Linked DNA regions of Zea mays: region 1 is linked to region 2. Evidence: chromatin contacts called from public Hi-C data. All regions are on one chromosome and are shown on one strand. The core of a region is the stretch at or near the end of the contact, and the rest is flanking DNA. Distances in the headings are between cores, read along the strand shown.

The links. Hi-C and Micro-C count contacts between places; a contact is called where the count stands out from the background.
Region 1: a Hi-C map of root tip shows a contact between it and region 2, with 3 times the contacts expected there. The contact joins two enhancer-like sites. A contact is called at or near these places in 2 of 25 Hi-C or Micro-C datasets (endosperm and root tip).

Annotation. Positions count from the first base shown.
Region 1 is chr1:240,713,323-240,720,437 of Zm-B73-REFERENCE-NAM-5.0, reverse strand. LOC100126928 reads left to right here. Exons shown (of 26, transcript NM_001367427.1): 6 at 65-255; 7 at 337-574; 8 at 1,646-1,741; 9 at 4,932-5,012; 10 at 5,147-5,605; 11 at 5,729-6,012; 12 at 6,085-6,172; 13 at 6,259-6,462; 14 at 6,636-6,755. Among protein-coding and RNA genes, the nearest start is that of LOC100126928, 6.7 kb to the left of the region's middle. Within about 2 kb of position 4,482, at least 2 of the 20 cell types and tissues checked have an H3K27ac peak or open chromatin away from gene starts, as enhancers often do. A contact at or near this core is called in root tip, where this site is marked.
Region 2 is chr1:240,541,634-240,548,675 of Zm-B73-REFERENCE-NAM-5.0, reverse strand. It overlaps LOC100191864, which reads left to right. Exons shown (of 10, transcript NM_001367159.1): 5 at 291-380. Among protein-coding and RNA genes, the nearest start is that of LOC100191864, 20 kb to the left of the region's middle. Within about 2 kb of position 4,700, at least 1 of the 20 cell types and tissues checked has an H3K27ac peak or open chromatin away from gene starts, as enhancers often do. A contact at or near this core is called in root tip, where this site is marked.

The DNA of each region.
Region 1 (7,115 bases), core at 3,233-5,732, 170 kb before region 2:
AAGCACAAAGAAAATGGTCGCTTTGCATGGCTGAAGATAAATTTGTATTTTTTATATGATGCAGGAACAACTTGATGCTGCTGGAATTGAACTTCCCAGACTCTATAAGACAATTGAAAGTCAAGTTCCAAATGTTTGTCAAACTGAAGCATGGAAGAGCAGGACACATTGGGCTGGTTCTCAAGTGCCTGAAGAAGCTACCCAATCCATTAAAAAGGCCGATGAATACCTCCAGTCTTGCAGACCTGTACGGAGGTAATGTTGGGGCTACATTTTTTTGGTGTGTATATCGTATGAGATGCAGCTTTGCTTTATGCCCTTACCTTCTTCAATCAGAAAACATGGGAGGTTGCTGGAGGAAGGTGCTAGTGGTTTTCTTGCTGGGAAAGTTCCTGTTGGGGATGATGATTCTGTTAAGTGTCATGAGAAAAGTTGGAGCTCTTTCAATGAACTTATTAAATCTAAGGAGAGTGCTGAGAATACATTTGGTAGCAGTAACTGGGCATCAGTTTATCTTGCAAGTACCCCCCAGGAAGCAGCCGCATTAGGTCTCCAGTTTCCTGGAGTTGATGAGGTGCCACTTCAACCCATTACTTTCTCATATCTGTGATACAACAATTAGACTATTTATTAGTCTCATTCATGGAATTCTTGTAATCTTATCCTACCCTCTTCTCTTAATTTTAGAAACATGTTTTTAATTTACTTTTGTATGTTATCTTTGAAGAATAACAGAGGGGAGAATCCTAACCCCACCCTGTGTTGAAATGTTGTCTTCCTGCAATGTTAGGACAAAGGTATTGGACAAGACTAGGATAATGCACAATAACTTTATTTTTGTAATGAGATGTGACTGTCTATTGTATTGTCAACTCTCATGTGCATAATGCCTAGGTGATCGACCATGGTTGAATTGGCCAGTTTTAGTATTTCAATCTTGCATCTTTTAAAAGAATGTCACCGAAATCTTTGTACAGTCCTGCTTTTCATCTCTTCACAATGGTGTGCACATCAAGTGTATTTTGTTAAAAATAATGTTACTGCAAGATAAACCATGCTGAATTTGGAAGTATTTGTTATTTATTGCAGTACCATGTACTGTGTTAGTAGATAATGAGAGCTGTATTTTTACATTTTTTAGAAAGACAAGTACTTGTCAATAGTCACTACCGTGGAAGTTGAAGTGTATTGAACAAATAAATAGAGAATGCTTTTCAGTTACTCCCTCCATTCCAAATTATAAGACATTTTGGATTTTCTAGATCCGTTGTTTTTGCTATGCACTTAGATATACACTATATCTAGGTACACAACAAGATGTATCTAGAAAAGACAAACCATCTTATAATTTGCAATGGAGGGAGTACATCTTTATTCATGTTATACTCTTAGATAACTGGCATTGTAAGATTTTTTTTAATCTGCTGTCCGTCCATGATTCTTCCTTCTAAATCTTTGTTACTCCCTCCGTCCCAAAATATAGTTGTTTTTAGCCTTCCTTTTTTCTGCCCACGTTAAAATTAATGATAATGAATATAGACATATAAACAAACTACATTCATAGCTTATTGAATGAATGTGTATTTGCCCTAAAACGAACTATAATTTGGTACAGAGGGAGTATTATATTGCTATGATTCTGTAGGTAGAGGAGATATCTGAAGTTGATGGTGTTTTTGATGATATAAAAGGTGTAGATGAAGTAGAGCTTTCTGAGGAACAGAGAAGGAAATACAGAAAGGTCAGCTGAGACTACTTTAGCTCGGCTTTAGTTAAAACTGCAAACATATTTTTGTCTTGTGATCCTATGCTTAATTGCAGCACGTGCACCTTTTGTTTCTGCTTTAGAGCTTGGGTATGTGTTATATCTATCTTTTATTCTCACATTATTGTTGATTCCCAGTATATGAATGCCTCAGTATCATAGGTTGTAGTCTAACAGTTTCTTTGTTTCATACATCGCTTTTTGTACCGTTGGCAGCCATGTCTAAGATTTTTGCCACATTGCAGTGGCGCCAACATGCTATTTATAGTCCCAATTCGAATCATATATCAGGCCTTAATGAATACTGTAGAAAGGAGATGCAAGATTTGTTAACACTGCACTTATACATTCGTCTATTCAAAACAAGCTATCTTGTTTGGACTCCTTGACCCTCAGAATCAGAGCAAATAACCTCTTCTCCTTAAACCACCCTTGTTTTATATGACGCAGTGTTAGACTATTGTATTCCTTCTAAGTGTTATGGGCCTTGAGCCCAACCCATGTAACTCTAATTCTCTAGAGGCTAGGGGTTTTCTACTCCTCAGCATGGTATCAAAGTCAGCCTCTTTCTCCTTCCCTCCCCTCCCCTCCCTAGCGCAACCGCCTCGTGGTCTGCAGGCCACCGGCGCGCCCAACCTCCTAGTCGACTACGCGGGCGCCATGGCCGACGAGTCTCCACGTCCTCTTTCCCCCTCGCCTCTCTTTTCGTTGGGCGTCTCTAGCCGCTGTCACGCCCACTCTTCTTTCATCGCCGTGGCCGACGCGGGGCCACCACCCTCTCTGCGTAGCGCGGGTCGCTGCCCTCCTTGCCTGCCACAGGCACCGCCATGGCCGCCCTGGTCTAGCTCACCTTGGCCTGGGTGCCGTTGGCCAGGGCCATGGCGTGGCGGCTCTTGGCTTGGGCCTGGCTGGCCTTGGCCTGTCTCTTGTTGCCCCGTGTCGGGTGCCATCCTTGGGCCCTCTCCACTCTTCGCACCTCCACCGGCTGTTCTCCTCGCACCGATGTTGCGGTAGCTTGCTCCACCTTGGCCGTGACCCTCACAACTGCTACGACAACTGTGGTTGATGCTTGGGAGCGTGAACATGTTGTTGTCTTCCCTTGGGAACCCGAACACACTGCAACAGATGCCCTTGCCAGCTGCCTAGCTAGCTTGCCAAGGCTGAGCGCCATCTGCTTGGCTCTCCTTGCCTCGAGCCTCCCCCTGCCCCCTGTCGTGGACCCTCCCTTGATGTACGAGGTCGCCGTTGTCACCAACCTTCATGCCAAGATGATGGGTGTTTGAACATCCGCTCTCTAGTCCCCATCCTCCTCGACGCGACTTCCACCTATGTTCACTGGTGCGACCTTGTCCTCCTTACGCTGCAACGCCATGCCTTGGACGAGCACGTTCTCACCGACGCGGTGTCCCTCAGTCCCTCACTATCTCATCTTGGTGGTAGATGGATAGTATGGTCCTCTCCTAGATCTTCAGGACGACCACTCGAGCTACATACGTCATTTATGATCGTGGTGGCACTGCCCGTCAGGCCTGGGTTGCCATCGAGGTGCAATTCCTTAGCAATCGTAAGGCTTGTGCCCTCCACCTCAACGTCGCTTTTCGGACCTTCGTCTAGGGGACCTCTCCGTCACCTAGGGTGCGTTTGGTTCAGCTGTGAAAAGCTACTGTGAGAAAAAAGCTGAAAGTCGTTTGGTTCAATCTGCTGTGAGTTGTTCACTATAATCAAATTTATATTATTTATATGTACTTTGTCCAACTATCTCTTAATCAATATATCTAATTTAAAAATCAATTTTATATTTGTGTTCCTGATATTTTTATAAATACATTAATTTTATAATTCTATTTTTATTATTTTTTATTTCATTTATTATAACACTTAATAACTTTAAAACATATTTTAGTTTCTATTTGTCACATCTGTTTATTAATATAACAAACTTGGATAAACAACAAAAGCAGGGTCCAGACTGCTTTCAAATTTGTACTACAGAAAAGCTGCTTTTTCAAAGCAGCTGCAGAAAAGCTAAACCCCTTTGGTTCAGCTTCTGCTTTTCAAAGCAGAAGCAGGTTCAAAAAGCTGAACCAAATGCACCCCTAGTGTTGCTGCCAGATGAAAGACATGGCAGCCACCCTATGTGATCTCGTGGAGCCTATCTCCAACCACGCTTGTCCTCAATGTTCCCCGCGGCCTCAACGAGCGCTACGATTACCTCTGCACCTAGATTACTCGTTAGGTCTTATTCCCGCTCTTCCACAAGGTCTGGAATAACCCCATCCTTGAAGAGCTCACAAAGGGGCCGCCACCTTGCTCCGACGTCGTTACTGCTCTCTACAGCCCCTCTTGGGGTCCGCCCTCATGCCCGACCTCCTTCACTTTTGCCCTGGGGGGCTCGTTGTTGCACTCGTCTACCCCTTCGGCGTTCGACTCTCTGTGCAGTCCCAAGTGGAGTGCGGGGTCAGGGGGTGGTGGTCGCCGTTAGCGGAAGGGTGGCCTCGTGTGTGGGCGTGGCCAGGGCGACACTCCTTCGCCCTCTCCCTACAACCCGTGGACCGGCCACATCTCCATGTGGCCCGGACTATCCCCGGGTGGACCTCCACACCCACCTTGGCCCTAGCCTGCTCAATTGACGCTGCCCAACCCGAGTTATCCTTCCGGCCCCTTTCCCCCGCTCCTCTGGCACCTCATCCACCGCACCACTACTTCCCTTGCCTCCACTCGTTCCGTCCTGGAACCCGTGGTCTGGTGGATGGGATCGCAGTCTCTGGCCAACTCCTTCAGTATAATGACCCTGGCCCCCTGCCTTCGTTGACTGGGTTGCTGATTTTAGTGCTTCCTACCACACCGCTCCAGACGCTGGTATACTTCTTCTCACCCCTCTCTCTCGTGTCATTCTTCATCTATCATTGTGGGTAACAGGAACATTCTCTAGGTCACCTTTGTATGTGATTCGGTCCTTCCCGGTCCCTTTCATCTTCATAATGTTCTCGTCGCCCACATATCATTCAAAACCTTCTATCCATTCGTCAATTTACCACCAATAACTCACTGCTTCTGTTTAGCTGTTGGGTTCATACTTCCTAGTAGCAAAAGATAAGCTTTTCTTGATAGGGGATTCCTTTGTGCAGTTCCTTTAATCGTAAACTAAATTCTACCCTTAATATAGGTAAGGGAAGAGGATGACGCAAAAATAATGAAGTGCCTGCAGCGCCGTTTGAAAGGAAAAAGGATGAGAGACTGGTGTAAGGTAATTACTTAAAGTTAAATGGTTTCAAACTCTGTTTTTTTGTCAACTAAATTTGTTATAAATATGCATTATTGATTGGTCTTTGATTTATTGGGTGAATTGCTTTCATTTAATCCAGCCTTTCCTGTTTCCAGGAGAACTTTGGTTTGGTCTCATCATGTGACGAGAAGCCTCCTCTACCAGAAAATGGCGTTTTAGGTGCTAAAAGTGACTGTCCTTCATCTAAAAAACTCAAAACTGATGAAAACAAAGTTTCTATTGAGATATTGAAGCATACATGTGAAGATGATGATAATGAGAAGAGATTGAAAACTGTGATAGTTGAAAGCGATGATGATATGCAGATAGATAGCAAACAAGCTTTACAAAAGGATGGTGAAGGTAGTTCAACAGAATTTGAAAAAGTGGTTGATATCATTGATCTTGATCTCTTCCCAAGCCCTAAGCTCCCTAATAAAAGTTTGCATAAAACTTTCAAATGTACTATTTGCTCTGAAATGCTGAATGCCTCTGATGTGCATCGCCACCCTGTCTTGGATGTTGTTGTTTGTGGATCATGCAGATTTCTTGTGATAGAGAAGAATCGCCTTGAGGTGAATGCTTACCTCCTTAAGTATAATAGTAGATACATTTGAACTTTATACAAGATTAGGTCTGACTATTGATGTCATGAACTGGGCATTAATAATTTCTTGATGCTGTTCACATTTGGGCAGGATCCTGTATCTGGTAGTTATTGCACTTGGTGTGCACAAAGTGAACTGATTCAAAGTTGTAGTTCTTGTAAGCTTCTTTTCTGTACAAATTGCTTGTCAAGGAATTTAGGTGAAGAATGCTTATCAGAAGCTAAAGCCACTGGTTGGCAGTGTTGCTGCTGTGTACCCAGTCAACTAGAGCTCTTAATTTCTGAATGTGACAAGGCCCTCAGTGGTGTGGAATCTTCCGATTCAGAGACTAGCAATGCAGAGCTTTCTGGATCAGAGAATAATGGTCCTGTTAGGTATGATCTTTTCCCCTAATTCATTTAGCATGCCAAAGTTAGCTCCTGGTCATTCCTTGAACATGTTATCAGCAAGCAAAAAATGAAGAAGAGTATTAGAAGAATTATGGATGATACAGAACTTGGTGAAGAAACAAAGCGTAAAATTGCAATGGAGAAGGTTTGTGATCTTTCAGTCTTGTGTCTTTATTTGATGTATAGTGTTGTTTGAAGCTGTCTTATCTAGGCTGTTACATTATTTTGTAGGCAAGGCAAGACCATTTGAAGTCAATGCAAGAGCAATCTGCCACCAAGTTAAGGAGCAAGAATGTTGGAAATCCCTTTGAAACTCCACTGGAAATCTGTTTACAGGATGCTGGGGATGGACATGTAGTCAACCTTGCCAGGGAGGAGGATGAGGAACCTGTTAGGATTCCAAGCAGCATGTCTTCTAAACTGAAGCCTCATCAGGTCTGCCTGGTTAAGATCTCTCTTATTCATGTTCATAATTAATCCTGAACACATGCTGACTTAATGTGGGGATTTAACTGTTTGCAAAGGCTATGCTGTTACTCTTGCAACAGCAATTAATATCAGTACAGAGAACCCATATCTGAGTCTGACTGGAGTTTATGATATCACAGGTTGAAGGAATAAGGTTTATGTGGGAAAATGTTATTCAATCTGTTAAAAAGGTCAAATCCAGGGATAAAGGTCTTGGGTGCATTTTGGCGCATAACATGGGCCTTGGGAAAACTTTTCAGGTCTGTGTTGGGCTGTTGGCTTATAGCTTGGATATATATTTACATTTTCTTCAAGAGTTATTCGTTCATTGTATGCTGCACCTATTGTACCCATGACAATCAATTATGTGCTGGAACTAGATCATGCATGCCAGAAACTTCAATTTTTGTACATGTATTCTTATATTTGTGATGAAGTTATTGTTGGGCTGACATCAATTTTGAGTTAAATGCATCGTGGGCCCTTGTTAAGAGATGTCACTTAGGTCCACAAACTTTGTAAATACATTTTTGGGCTGACATTCAATTTTGAGTTAAATGCACGCCGTGGGAGAGAAAGGTGTAAGACGTAGAGTTATCAAACTCCCTTTCATTGTCGCA
Region 2 (7,042 bases), core at 3,451-5,950:
TTGCCTAGGCGACGCCTTAAGAACAGTGCTGTGCATGGATTTTGTATTTGTAAATTCATGTTTTTACTGATTTACACCAAATATACATGTACATAAGAAATTTAGAAATCCATGGGAGGTGAACTTGAAATTTGATCTTAGGCATGTTTTTTTTCTTAATGGCATGGTGTCTCAAACACTATTGTCTCAATCTGCCTATTCAGTCTTATAAGTTTATTATGCACCTCTCAACTTACTACATGTGTTAGTATTGGCATTTGCTGTATGTGTATGATGACCTTATGCTGCAGGAAGCCAGATCTAGTTCATCCAGACATATCTCACCAGCAAATTTCAATCATACCGGAACTGTTGATGCACAACCTATCTCAAAACAATACGTAAGTTCAATCATGTTTGGGCTAATTACTTTCCACCTTTTACCACAATACGTCAATACTTGCACTTATCAATCTCTTCAGTTTCCATGCAACTATCAAGTAAACTAAACAGTATTGCCTCAGTATGCTTATATGGTGAATACTCTTTAACTTTATTGTGCGATAATATGAACCAGACTGTTGTGTAACAATATGAACCAGACAGGTCTTGAACAACATATTTATTTTGCAATAAATTTCTATTCATCAACTTAAAAAGAATAACTCTGAACTTGGAACGATAGCATTTTATATCCAAAATCAAGATGCAGTTCATGATTAAGAGAGAAGATTTTTTCAACCTTCTGTACTTTGCCGTCCTATAAAGGAAGCTAATTCAAAATCTAGGTTTCGGACTTTTGGCGTATTTCTTCTTTTCCTGGCGTATTTCTTCTTTTCCTTTACTTTTGAGGCTGAGTACTGGTAATTTCTTGTCCTTTGGAGACTTCTTATTTCTTGTATATTATTTGTGCCGAGTACTTTCCACTTTTCTTAGAAAAAGGTTTGGTGCATTAAGTGTTAGCGTAACTATGTATTTCTATACTATATTCTCAACACATATTAGGTGTAGGGTTTCAGTATCTAGCCTCCTTCCATCCCTCCCACTCTCTCCACTGACGGTGCCGCCGGCATCTCCTCTATGGCCGAGCTCTCCCTCCTCGCCGTTGGGCCTCTGCACCCGCCGGCGCGTGCGCGCCACCCGTTCCTGGCGCCGCTCTCCCTGTTGCCGGCGCGCCGCCCACCCCTGGCGCCATCGTCACCGCGTACGATGGCCTCCCGTGTCACGATTCCACCACTTATGCATAGATCCAGCCAAGATAACAAGAGGGCAAGAAGGATAAAAGGATTAGAGTAATACAACTGTAACTCGCTGTCATCTAGCTGCTAATCCAACTGTAATAACTGATTAGCACTGTCATCTAGCTGTTAATCCAGCTGTAGTAATTGATTAGAAGTTAGACCCGCTTAGGGGCTTCTATAAATCTGAGCACTTGTAATGAAGGGATGAACGGAAATAACAGAAATCAAGCTACCACCACATACCTGTGTGATTTAGGGTTCTTGTTTGATTCGGCCAAGGGGGAAACCTCATGTTGGATGAACCCTAGGGAGAGGGAAAGCCATACCTGGGTGCAGATCCAAGGGTGGGCAAAACCCTAGACCAGGGTTCCTCACAATTGGTATCAAAGCTATTGTATCCTCGGAGGAGAAGTTGGCGGGAAGACGGTGTGACACAAGTTTGAAGGAAGGGAGGTGCTCAGAATTTTATTCATCATGGCACCTTCAGTTAAGCCGTCGGCACAGCCCCGGTTGGTAATCGAGGCTATCACCATGGAAGCAAAGCAGGCTGAAGCACGCTGGGAGAAGATGACGCTGGCCATCGAGAAGCTGACAGGAAGGTGGATGCCATGGAAGAAGAGAGGACGTTGCTTTGCAAGCAAATGGAGGAGAACGGTAAGACTGTTTCTCTTCTTCGTTTGGAAGCCATGGCAAGGTACATGGATCGTTATGGGAATGATTCTGAAGAAGCAGTAGAAAGAGATAGAAGAAATCCCTAGAATAGACGAGATAGAACTCACAGAGGTAGAGAGGAGAGTTCTGGGTGACTAGACAGAGATGGGGAACAGTTGCAGCAGCATATACCGAAGATGCCTTCCCAAAGTTTGGAGGAACGGAACCAGCCATTTGGATCATACAATGTGAAGATTATTTCAACCTTTATTGAGTCCCTGATTTCATGAAGTCCACTATGGTGTCTCTGAATTTTGAAGGTACTGCAGCACGATGGTTGCAGGTGGTCAGATTGAAGCAGGGGTTGGGAGATTGGAGGAATTTGTCTAGGCTTGTATTAGACAAATTTGGAGCTGAGGAATACCCAAGAGCCATGAGGAAATTATTGAGTATAAGGCAAAAAGGGGAGTAGAAGAATATGTGAAGGAGTTTGAAGAAGTAAGATATGCTACTGCTGTTCATAATCCTATGATGGATGAAATATTTTATGTCAATCAGTTTGTCAGAGGACTGAAGAATGAAATTTAGTATGCAGTTATGTCTCAGCTCCCTGCTATTGTTGACAAGGGAGGAATGAAGTTTCCCAAGCAGCATGTTGTTGGTAGATTGGGGGGAGGAAATAGAGCAGAAGGTAAAGGAGTAGAGGCAGGAGGATGGAGTAAGGAGAGACAACTAAAGGAGTATAGAAGAGCAAATGGTCTATGTTTCACTTGTGGAGAGAAGTTTGAACCTGGTCATCAGGCAAGGTGTCAGAGAGGAAATACAGTCCAGTTACATGTTCTAGCTCCTGAGGACATGGAGAAGGTATTAACTCCTGAAGTGTTGGAGTAGATAGAGCAAGAGGAGAAACAGGAAGAAGAGGAACTGAAGCTGTCTCTTCATGCTATTAGTGGGGCTGATGATTCTCAGTGTATCAGACTCAGAGCATTGGTTCAGCATCAGATGTTATTAATGTTGGTTGATTCTGGAAGTTCTACCATCTTTATTAGCAAGCAGATGGTGGAGAAGCTAAGGTTGGAGGTGGAAGAATGTGACCTAGTGAAGATAAAGGTGGCTAGTGGGGATATTATGGTAAGCACTCGGAGAGTAAGGGAAGTAAAGTGGTGGACTGGAGGGCATACCTTTGTCTTTCCTATGAGAGTTTTGGACATTGGAGTATATGATTCCATTTTGGGATTTGACTGGTTGAGGGCCCATAGTCCTATGAATTGTGATTGGGATAAAAAGACTTTGGAGTTTTATTATCAGGGACAGTGGGTCCAGATACAAGGAAATTGTGCTAAGGTCACAAAAATTCCTCAAGTGCATGCTGTTCAGGTACAGAAATGGTTAAAAGGGAATGATGTTTGGGCTTTTGTGCTGCTGGAACAGGTTGTGCAAAGGAAAGAAAAGGTGAAGGAGCAGTTAGCAGCACTACTCACAGAATTTCAGGATTTATTCTCTCAGCATACAACCCTACCTCCTAAAAGGGTGTTTGACCACTATATACCTTTGCTGCCAGGGTCAGTTCCAGTGAATGCCAGACCATATAGATATTCTCCACTACACAAAGATGAGATAGAGAGACAAGTGGCAGAGTTGCTCAAAGCAGGCTTGATTGTTCCAAGTGTGAGCTCTTTTGCTTCTCCAGTATTACTGGTACAGAAGAAAGATGGAACATGAAGGTTTTGCATAGATTACAGGAAACTCAATGATATGACAATGAAGAATAGGTTTCCAATGCCTTTGGTGGATGAGATTTTAGATGAATTAGCAGGCACAATATTTTTCCAGTTTGGATATGACAGCTGGGTACCATCAAATTAGGATGGGAGAGGAAGATGAGCACAAGACAGCTTTTAAAACCCATCATGGGCATTATCAATTCAGAGTAATGCCATTTGGGTTAACAAATGCTCCTACCACCTTTCAGTGTGCCATGAACTCTATTCTAGAACACTTTCTTAGAAGTTTGTGCTGGTTTTTATTGATGACATTCTCATTTACAGCCCTACACTGCAAGATCATGTTCAACATTTGAAGCAAGTTTTCAATGTGTTAAGGCACCACCAGTTTTATCTCAAAAGGAAGAAATGTGTGTTTGCTCAGGCAGAGTTGCAATATTTGGGCCATATTATTTCTAAGGAAGGGGTTGCTACTGATCCATCCAAAACTGACGCCATGGTCAGGTGGTCTGTGCCTACTTCTGTCACTGAGTTAAGAGGCTTCCAAGGTTTGACTGGATATTACAGGAAGTTTGTAAGGCATTATGGCACTTTGGCAAAGCCCTTGACAGTATTACTTCAAGGCAAGAAGGTATGGCTTTGGACAGTTGAAGCTCAAATGGCTTTTGAAAATCTGAAGCAGGCCATGACTCAAACACCTGGCCTTACCAAGGTTTGAGATACCTTTTGTGGTTGAGACTGATGCATGTGATGAAGGCATAGGAGCTGTCCTTATGCAGGAGCACAAACCATTGGCTTTCTTGAGTAAGGCCCTGGGTATGAATAATAAGCAACTATCCATTTATGAGAAGGAATTTCTAGCCTTAATTATGGCAGTAGACAGGTGGATGCCTTATCTGCAAAGGTCTCCTTTCACTATTATGACAGATCATCAGTCTCTTTCTTTTTTGGGAGAACAGCAACTTCAGTCTGAATTACAAAGAAAAGCTATGGCTAAGCTCATGGGTCTCCAGTTCAAAATAGTTTACAAGAAGGGTAAAGAGAATGTGGTGGCAGATGCTTTGTCTAGGGTGGGAGCAGCCATGACTTTAGCACTAGTTTCTGAAGTACAACCAGTTTGGCTTCAAGAAATTTTGAACTCTTATGCCATAGATGTACAGGCCCAACAGCTATTACAGAAGTTGGTAGTACAGAGTCCTGATGAAGATGGCTACTCTCTACATCAGGGAGTGATCAGGAAAGACCACCAAATTTGGGTAGGGGAGAATTCAGCCCTCAGAACCAAAATCATTGTAGCTTTACATGATTCATCATTGGGTGGTCATTCTGGAATCACTGCTACTTACCACAGAGTTAAAAAGTTGTTCTATTGGTCAGGCCTGAAAATTGACGTGGAATTGTTTGTGAAACAATGTGGAGTTTGTCAGCAGGCCAAAAGTCCCAAGCAGTATCCTTCTGGGTTACTTCACCCATTGCATGTGCCTGCAGGAGCTTGGCAAGACCTAACTATGGACTTCATTGAGAAGTTACCCAAGTCAGAAGGATATGATACTATCTTGGTGGTGGTAGATCGATTCACCAAGTATGCCCACTTCTTTCCCTTAAAGCACCCTTTCACTGCTCAGGGAGTGGCCCAAATCATGGTAGACTCAGTAGTCAAGCTGCATGGAGTGCCCAAAACAGTGGTGTCTGATAGGGACAAGATTTTTACAAGTGTTTTTTGGAAACATTTGTTCAAACTCTTGGATATCAGGCTTGCTTTAAGCATAGCCTATCAACCTCAGACAGATGGTCAGAGTGAGAGAGTTAATCAGTGTTTGGAGATGTATCTCAGATGTGCTGTACACTCCAACCCTCAGATATGGAAGTCTTGGCTATCATTAGCCGGATTATGGTATAACACCTCTTTCCACTCATCATTAGGTTGTTCACCTTTCCAGGCCCTTTATGGCTATGAAGCATCTGTCCTTGGAGTTCCTTTAGTCATTGGGTAGGAGGATGAGGGAGTTGTCCAGTTTGTACAACACAGAGCTGAGCATAGTGAGATGTTGAAGGCCACTTTGGCTAGAGCTCAGCAGAGGTATAAGCATTTTGCAGATAAAAAGAGGGTTCCCAGGGAGTTTCAGGTAGGGGAACAGGTGTTGCTCAAGCTCCATCCTTATGCTCAACATTCTGTGGTCAATAGACCTTATCCCAAATTAGCATTCAAGTATTTTGGGCCTTACACAGTGACCGAGAAAATTGGGCCAGCTGCTTATCGCTTGGATCTACCACCAGAAGCTCAGATCCACCATGTCTTCCATGTTTCCCAACTCAAACCCTTTGTTCCTAACTATACTCTGGTCTTTGATACTCTTCCTCAGCCAATGGATTTGGACAGGGAACTCTGGCTCCGGTAGAGATCTTGGATCGCAGAATTGTCAAGAAAGGCAACGCGACTGTGGTCCAAGTGCTACTCAGATGGTCTGGGCTTCCATCATCATGTGGTACTTGGGAGGATTTCAATGTGGCCAAGAACAGATTCCCAAAGGCCCTTGCTTGGGGTCAAGCAAGCTCTCAAGGGGGGGAGGGCAGATTGTCACAACTCCACTGATGCATAGATCCAGCCAAGATAACAAGAGGGCAAGAAGAAGGATAAAGGGATTAGAGTAATATAGCTGTAACTCGCTGCCATCTAGCTGTTAATCCAGTTGTAATAACTTATTAGCACTATCATCTAGCTTAGGGATGGCAATTTAATCCGTGGATTTGGATATCCGTCGGATATCCGACCCGACGGATAAGGATATGGATATGTTTTTTGACCCGCGGGTAAGACCCGTATCCGATCCGAGATAAAGTGGGCATGGATTTGGATATTAGATCTCACCCGCGGGTAATCCGTTGGATATCCGAAATTAACCATTAGTCCATTATTGCCAGGATGAACATAATTCTACTATCATTGACTAAAAAATTCAAACACAACTACTATAGCGCTAGCTCAAGTGCTCAAAACTACACTCGGATCGGATCAATATTGATTGTCATGTATTTGTTTTCATGTTGAGACATGTAGACATGTATTTTTGTCATGTTGAGAATGTTGCTTGTTGAAGGACATGTATATTTGTTTAAATTTTTATTAAATTTTAAGTTGTGTATGATGTTGAATTGGGAAGAAATTTGATTAATTATGTTATTCAATTGCTGAAATGGTTCTTTATCATATCCGATGGATATCCAATGGATATCCGAAACCCGATGGGCATGGATATGGATATGAATTTCTACCCGTGGATATAGTCATGGGCGGATATTATCTATAACCGTGGATATGTCTGCGGACAGATATTTCCAATATCCGATCCGAGTCCGACCCGTTGCCATCCCTAATCTAGCTGTTAATCCAGATGTAGTAAATGATTAGCAGTTAGACTCGCTTAGGGGCTTCTATAAATCTGAGCA